3 separate regions of the Zea mays genome follow, and regions 1 and 2 are each linked to region 3. Evidence: chromatin contacts called from public Hi-C data. All regions are on one chromosome and are shown on one strand. Each heading gives the region's core, a stretch centred on a gene start, on an enhancer-like site or on the middle of the called end of the contact. The rest is flanking DNA. Distances are from core to core; before and after follow the strand shown.

Evidence for each region. Hi-C and Micro-C count contacts between places; a contact is called where the count stands out from the background.
Region 1: a contact with region 3 is called in a Hi-C map of ear, with 3 times the contacts expected there. The contact joins the promoter of LOC100191284 here to the promoter of LOC103643160 in region 3. A contact is called at or near these places in 4 of 25 Hi-C or Micro-C datasets (ear, endosperm, leaf and 1 more).
Region 2: a contact with region 3 is called in a Hi-C map of leaf, with 5 times the contacts expected there. The contact joins the promoter of LOC100277273 here to the promoter of LOC103643160 in region 3. A contact is called at or near these places in 7 of 25 Hi-C or Micro-C datasets (bundle sheath, ear, leaf and 2 more).

The regions. Positions count from the first base shown.
Region 1 is chr1:204,351,629-204,354,382 of Zm-B73-REFERENCE-NAM-5.0, reverse strand. LOC100191284 (Short-chain dehydrogenase/reductase SDR) reads right to left here and starts at 1,437. Exons shown (of 5, transcript NM_001136718.2): 1 at 1,099-1,437; 2 at 694-965; 3 at 470-563; 4 at 247-358. The coding sequence starts at 1,243.
Region 2 is chr1:205,868,384-205,871,124 of Zm-B73-REFERENCE-NAM-5.0, reverse strand. LOC100277273 (ENTH/VHS family protein) reads left to right here and starts at 1,334. Exons shown (of 2, transcript NM_001398925.1): 1 at 1,334-1,581; 2 at 1,666-2,723. The coding sequence starts at 1,457. The coding sequence ends at 2,563.
Region 3 is chr1:205,004,493-205,007,197 of Zm-B73-REFERENCE-NAM-5.0, reverse strand. It overlaps LOC103643160 (ubiquitin carboxyl-terminal hydrolase 17-like), which reads left to right and starts at 1,454. Exons shown (of 11, transcript NM_001326697.1): 1 at 1,454-2,046. The coding sequence starts at 1,643.

The DNA of each region.
Region 1 (2,754 bases), core at 188-2,687, 650 kb after region 3:
AGTCTGGGGATGGGGCATGGGCATGGCATCTGCCCGCCGCTAGCTAGCGCTAGCTAGGGCTAGGGGCGGCCGCGGCCCGCCGGGCGAGCTGCCTAGTGGATGATCTCGGATCGGAGGAACTTGATGCGCGCTTCTTAAGAAAGGGGACCGGTGGCCGATACTATGCGCGCGCATCGATCGGATCGGATGATGGGGTTACTAGCTAGCTAATGAACGTACGTACGTAGCCGAGTTCTGACGACTGACCTCCTCTCGCCGATGACGCCGTCGATGATCACATGCGCAATGTGCACGCCGGCCGGCTGGAACTCCCTGGCCAGCGACTGGGACAGCCCCCGCAGGGCAAACTTGCCGCTGCCTGCACACGCATGCATGCGCGTCAAGCTAAGAATCGCTTATAAGCTAGCTAGCTACAAAGGCAGCAGGCAGGGTTTGTTGGCTCTGTAGGCGCGCGCCACCCCCCACTTACTTAGATCGGAGTAGCCGGCGAAGCCGGTGACCGACGCCGAGGAGCCCGTGAAGATGATGGTGCCCCTGCCCCTCTCCACCATGCCCGGGATGACCTGCGATGCGACGACATGCAACGCAGCGCAGGGCGGCACGCGCAGTGACTAGTGAGAGAGAGATCGGTATGTATGCGCTGTGCTGTGTCTGTGTGTGCAAGGAGGAGGAGGAAGTCCGCACCGCACGTACCTGTTGCGCGCAGTGGAAGGCCCCTCCGGCGGACACGGCGAGGGCGCGGTGGAAGGCGTCGGGGGTGACGGCGAGGAAGGGCGCGGGGCGCGCGTCCTCGTTGGCTGCAGGCGGCTCGCAGGCGTTGTAGACGAGCACCTCGACGGGGCCGAGGGAGAGCACGCCCTCGAAGGCCTCGCGCACGGACCGGGCGTCGGCGCAGTCCACCCGCAGCGCGAACACCTGCGCCTTGGCCGCCTGCGCGATCTCCTCCGCCAGCTGCGACAGCTTCTCTGCAACCACGCGCACGCACCTCTCGTGTCACTTGCTTACTTACTCACTGCGAGACGCCACGCGCGCAAGGCGCAAGGACTCAGCTTTGTGCTCCGATCGAAAGAGAGAGAGAGGATGGGAGGGAGGACGTGCCGAGGTCGCGCGAGAGGATGGCGATGGTGTAGCCCTCGGAGGCGAACTTGCGCGCCACCGCCGAGCCCAGCCTGGGGCCGACGCCGACCACGGCGGCGATGCCCCTCGAGGAGTTGGAGCCGGATACTGACCTCAGGCTCAGCATGTGGAGCGCGCGACGCGAGGGAGAAAAGAGAAGAGAGGAGGGAGAGGCGCGACTTGGCGAGAGACCAGCTGCTCCTCCTACTCTTGCTTCTTGGCGAGACAGCAAGCAAGCAGCTCCGGTTCACTGCTGTGTCCAGTTTTGAACGACTCGAGTCGTTGGCTTGGAGACCGGATGGAGAAGGGCGGTTGTCCGTTGTCCCCTCTCCCTCGGTTTCTCCGTTGCTTTTAACAGCCCCGCAGCCAGGGGGGAGGTGGATCGGATCTCCCTGGATCCAGGATTCGAAAGAGGACAATGATAAGGATTTAGAATCAAAACTAGAGTTTAAGGATAATTTATGACTATATGGCAACGATTTTCTCAATAGAAACTAGGCGCACGATACGCAGCCCCTGGATCCGCTGCTGGCCGCTACAGAGCGGGCACTGGAATCACCTAGCTTGCTCAAATTAATTTTTTTTTGGCGTTTTCGCGTCGTCGGGCAAAGGAGGGAAACAGAGAATCTGCAGTCGCCTGCCCTGCTCGATCACCAGAGATGTCCAGCACAGTGCTGCAGCTCCCGATGACACCTCGGCCGGTGTGCATGTATCATCCATGCCGCCGCCTCCGCCACCTGTATCTAGCGGACAGCGAGAGAGCAGTTTTCCACGGGTGCCTTTGAGGACAGGCATCTTGGTGTTCGTCGATGCTGGTACTTGGAGAGTCGTTGCTCTAAGGGCACTTAAAATCTAGAGCCCTAGATCAGTTTTCTAAATAGAAGAGATATATAGTTAATATAAGAAACTGTATGATACATTGGGACATCTTTAAAATCAATTATATCTTGTATTCTTTTCCATTAACATCTTAGAGACCTCTCAAAAAACAGGGTACAGAGTGTGATTGCATATGTCCTAAAAAGATGGTATCGTACAGATTTACCATACGTACTGTACATAGTACAAAAGAAATTGTACAAAAGAAGTTCATGTACATACATTACGTAAACTTCATGCATGTGTTTTTTTTAGTAATTGAGACAACTAGTAGACTAAACTTTACTCTAGTATCTTATATATATAAGATAGATTTATATCAAAGGTTGTTGAGAAAAATTGGCAATCATGAAATTGATGATATGAAGGCCACGAAGGATAATCAGGTGTTCAATATAGAAATAAATGAATGAGAAAAAGCAAATTGCAAAGGCTCAAAACATATGTATGAGCTAGCTAGGGCATTTTATTCTATGAAAAGCTAAGTAGTTAAAGTACTTGAAGAGCATTCCTATGCTGTATTCTTTTGCTTTTGCTCTTGACCCTAAAGCTAAGATTTAAGGCACTCATACTTCTTTTGTGAGCTTACATGCATGCAATGATTATTCTAACTATTACGAATCTGTTCGTGTTGAGCTATATAACTAATGTGTTTGGCAAGTATGGCCAGAAGTTTGATGGCACTCGGTCAGCACGACAACTTCAAATTCATGTTGCTGGAAAGAGAGAGGAAAATTTTGGGGAAGATCTTTGGTTCTG
Region 2 (2,741 bases), core at 85-2,584, 860 kb before region 3:
TTTTTCAAATAAATATCCACCTAATTGTTGGAATAAATATGCATTGAAAAAAATATAAAAACTCATTTATTATTAGGAAAAACATAGAAAGTTTGATGAGTCCAAAAAATATGAAATCGGTTTCACTTTCTTTTTTCTAAAATCATTCTATATTTTCTGAGCTAGATGCTACAATATAGAGCATGATTTTAGAAAATATATGGAGCCTGACATTTTTTATAAGGAAAAGATTTTAGTAAATTCAAGAAAGTTACGTCAAGTGATTACAACTCTCTTGAAAACAAATTGACTTCCTACTCGATTAGAGCATCTCTAACAATGCCTCAAACTAGTATTTCAAATTGAAATATAAGGTTTTACGCAGGAAAAACTACTCCAACAATGTCTCATTTCATAAAATTTGGTCAAAAACTATAGGGCATCCTCTCAAGTGCCTCAAATATACTACACCACAGTGGGCTGCCCTATAATCTAGATTTGAGGTTTTTACTGTTGGAGCGGAATGTTTTATTGATACCATAAATTCTATAAAATATACTCATTTTTAAATTATATGGTATCTTTATAAGTCACGTTGTTGGAGATGCTCTTATACGCTTCTAGTGTGCAAGTTGACTATGATGTATTGATGGTGATGACAAATGAGAAAGCGTTTGGTTCTGTTTGAATGTTGTTAGCTGATGCCTCTTGGAGGCGATAGTGTTGCTACAAGTTAAATCACATGATATACGCTGTTAATGTGCAATCAGAACTTGATTTTTCATTGCACATCTTGATGGTTAAGCAAGACATTACTTCTGAGGAAACATTGCTCGCAATTTGCATGGACTGTGTGATGATTCACTCCGCGGTCTACAAGGATATATCCTCGTCTGAATCCTCTGTTAGCTTTAAATTTTGGGAGGCCATATAAGATCAAATAATTCTAAACAAACAAAGGAACAAAGACAGCAGATATGAAACCATTTATTTCCTGGTTGGCTGCCTGGTGTCATGTAGATATAGCCAAAACTGTTCTTTTTTAAACCATCCACGGAGGTAGGGCTTAAAAAGTTTAAAAGAGTCCAAAAAAACAAATCGAATTCGCGTAAATAGTTGGGAGGTTCCAAATTACCATGATGAGCGGCGACTGATGAATGGAGGTGGAAGCAACAGGTCCGCCCCGGCTGCATGCGGCGCCGAGAACGACGCGCGATTTGGCGGGTGGCTGGCTTGGCTTAGTCGCTGCGCAACCAAAGTCGCGCATGCATGCCCGGCCGGCCTCGGCCATCCATCCATCCGTCCGTCCCACGACCGCGCCTTGTGTCTCCGGCCATCTCATCCCCATGCATTCTCCGCCACCACCATCCATGCAGCATGCGTTTGGGTTTGGGATTGGTAGATAGATTCATTCAGTTGCCTGCTGAGACTGGCAGCTGGATCGATTCCAATTAGGACGGGCTGACTGACGACGGCGATGGCCGCAAGCACGGCGCGGTGGCAGCTGCTGGCCGGCCAGGTGAAACGGCAGGCGTCGGGGTTCCTGCAGGACAAGTACAAGCAGGCGAGGCTGGCGCTGGGCGACGTGACGCCGGCAGAGCTGTGAGTGCCTGACGATACACTGGATGGTATAGGGTGATGCATGGTGATGTGATCGGATGGATACTCAGGCATGCGTGCGTGCAGGCTGGCCCAGGAGGCCACCAACAACGAGCCTTGCGTCCCCGACGCCAAGACGCTGGCGTGCATCGCAGACGCCGCCTTCGACATGGACGACCTGTGGAGGATCGCCAAGGTGCTGCACCAGAGGCTGAGCCGCGCCGCCGACTGGAAGGAGTGGCGCCCCGTGTACAAGGCGCTGGTGGTGCTGGAGTTCCTGCTGACCCACGGCCCCGAGGACCTGCCCCGCGAGTTCCTGGCGGACGTGCGCGCCATGCACGACCTCCGCAGCTTCCACTACGTGGACGACAAGGGCTTCGACTGGGGCGCCTGCATGCAGCGCCGGACCGACAGCGTCCTGTCGCTGCTCACGGACGCCGACCGCCTCAGGGAGGCGCGGCGCAGGGTCTCCCACGAGGTGCACGGCGGCGGCGGGGGCTTCGGCAGCCCGACGTCGTCGTCCTCCCCGTCCTCGGCGTCGTCCTCCGCCTCCTCCAGGACCTCGCGCACCTGGTCCTTCGGCGGCGGCTCCCACTACTCCGACAGCCCTACCATGTGCCTCACCTGCGCCCCCGACGCCGACTACCGCCACGACAAAAAATGCGACGCCTACACGGCCGACGACGACTGTTGGGCCGCCTCGTCGAATTACAAGAGCGGCAGCAGGTGGGCAGCCACAGTGGACGAAGGCGACGGCGAGGACCAGCAGCAGCACCAGGGGCTCATGGACGACGCCTGGGACGCCCACTCGGTGAAGGACAGCACCAGCGGCACATGGTCCGCCAGGTTGCTCGGTTCCTTGTCCTTGAGCACCAGCAGGGCCTCAGGCTTCCAGAGTCTGTCGCAACCGGAGCAGCGAAGGACAACCAAGAAGCTGCAGGGGCAGCTACAGTGCCAGGTTTCCGCCGATTATTCACGGCCTTGATCGCTCGGTCGATGAATACTGCAATTCTCTTTTTCTCTAGATTAACCATTGATTTGACCGGCCTATTACTGTAATTTCTATCTTTTTTCCCCTCCTAGCACAATTAAGTTTCATCTCATCTTCTATTTTTATACTTTATGATAAGCATGGATACAAAAAAGGGACAAGACTTGCTCGC
Region 3 (2,705 bases), core at 205-2,704:
GCTGACTCAAAAGGAGGAGGTGGGGCCTGGAGGATGGCCCCTATCCGGCATCGGTCGTCTGTTGGGCTTGCCTGCCTCACACGCTTGCGCCCGTGCGTGCGGCCATGCTGCTTCTACTCGTTTCTCTGTAGCGGTAGTTGACGCTTGGTCCGCGCGCGCAACTCCAAGCAAGTCCAATCCAACCTAGGACGCGGAAAATCTCGGACGGAAATTGTTGGGTGGGTGGAGCAAAAGTCGCTGGAAAATGGAGGCCTGGTTCGGTGAACACACACTGCCTAGTTTCTGTCGGCAAAGTTCACTTGTATCAACTTCCTATAATCCCTATGTCACCTTTTTCTGGACGATCATTTGCCTAGTTGGAAGGTCACCAGATTTTATTTTTTTTGGACGCATTAAGCATGGGGGGATGGGAACCGAATGTTGGCAGGAAACGACTTGCATCAGAATACTAAGGTTCGTCTCAAGTGACGTGACACAAAGGAACCACACAATGGGAAAAGATCGGCCTGCCGAAGTTTCCTCATAAAAAAAGTACCTTCACCGAGATACTAGCACTCCAATAAACACGCAATATCCATCAGAAACTCAGCCAGACAGACCTCACCAATCAAAGAGGAAACAAATCGATCATGACAAGATCTCGCATGGGGTCCGCTCGTCAGCCTGCACGTGGGGTCCCCCGGAATAATGGCGGGTACCGCCACACAGTTTCCCGCGTTTCCTCTCCCGCGGAAACTAAGCACTTGCTCCGAGTCCGAGCAGAGGACTTGCCCCCGCGGAAAGAAATCCCATCAACGGCCAGGACCCAACTGATGAGGCCCATCGGACGGCCAGGCGCGCTCGTACGCACGGACGGACAACCAGAGCCCACGGTCCCGTCCCGTCCGTCGGAAGTCGGAACCCATTCCTTTCTTGTACCGCGCGTCAGCGCCGCTGTGCTGCCCCGCCGGTACCGTTAGGGCCTGATTGGTTGCCGTATCTAGGCAGCATGGCCGAGCGAGCCAGGTCCGCGGCAGCCTGGCTGTGCATCGCGTGAGCCTGGCTCCACAGATGCGCAGATTTTGGTCGCATCTCTAGAGCCTGGCCCGAGCTCCTTTTTTGCATCGCGAGACACATGCGCTGATGCATATGCGGCAAACCAAACAAGCGGCAAAGTAGCACGCGCCTAGTTACGTGGATGCAACCTACAACCAAACACACTACGACCGCATACCGTGAGCCTGGTTGGCCTATATGCGGGCAACCAATCAGGCCCTTACTTACTTGCCCCGTCTCCGTCTCCCTGCCTGTCTCGTCGTCGAGCACCTTTTGCACCTCGCCCCCTCCACAAGTCGTCTAATTATTCCTCGGGAGCGTGCGCGGACCGGAAACGGGTACCGCTGCCCGCCGGCTGCTGCTTGGTGCCTTCCTTCATTGCCGCTGCAGCCTGGCCTGCCTCTGCGCGCGCCACTTCCCAAGACCAGACCAGGCACGGAACGAACCCGAACCTGAGAGGGAGGGGGGAAATTTTCGCAGCGGATTTGCGTTTGCGCCGGTTAGGTGGGAATCGGGGCCCGGATCCGGCGAGTAGGAGCGGCGGGGCCGAGATCTATGCGCGGAGGGGGAGGAGGACCGGGCTGAGGAGGGGAGCTGCAGGGGCCCAATGGAGGAGGCGGCGGAGTCGTCCTCGGCGGCGGCGGCGGCGGCCCTGGTGCTGGCGCTGGTGGCGCTCGTCGTGGTGCCGGCGGTGGCGCTGCTGGTGCGGGGCCGCTGGCGCCGGGCCGCGGCGCGGAGGGAGGAGGTGCGCCGCCTCGCGCGGCTGGCTGCCGAGGAGTCCGAGCTGGCGGAGCGCGAGTCCGCGCTTGCCTACTACTCCGAGCTGTTCCCGGGCGTCGTGCACGCCGCGGGGGCGCCCGAGTGGGGCCCGCCGCCGGTGGCGGTCCCGGTCCCGGCGCAGGAGGAGTTCGACGCGCAGCCGCAGCCGTCCGTGGGGGCAAAGGGGGTCTGTGCGGTGTGCTTCAGGCCCACCACGTTCAGGTGCAAGCAGTGCAAGGCCGTCAAGTACTGGTGAGTGCGGGCGAATCCCTGCCTTCACCGCCCCCCTGATTCAGTCTCCAGTTTGTTTAATTCCATCCAGTGATTGGGGAATTTGTGGGAACATAGATACTACGTGATTTGCACAATTTTGGAGTGGATTGGGTCCTGTAATTGGTACATTTTTTTAGTTATTACACAAAATTTAGACTCTCCACCAAACCTTTGGGAACGCTACCCTGGTTTAGGGCACTGCTAACCCTCATTTAATCCTTATGGCCGTTTTTAAATCGTCGCTCGATAACCTTGGGTCGATGCACAGCGTTGCTGATTCCTCACAGAAACTCGGATTCGATAGAGCTTTGGATGGATATCATATTCTCGGAGTCCCTGATAGCTTGTACCTACAAAATCAACAGTTTGTTTCACATCCCTGTCTCCATGTCTCTGCCACTTAGAATCTAGGTTCCTGCCAATTTAATCTGTATTTTCTTTTATCAAATTAGGCCACAACATGTGCTATGGTGTAACCTTCTCGTAGTAACTTGCATGTTATTTTACATGCCTCAAGGTCACCAATTTCATGGACAAAAATACTTGGTATTGATCTGTTTGTATATTCGACTATGTGACAGAAAATGATTCATACTTTATTCTCATGCTGAAATGTTCATAAACCTAGTTATTCCATA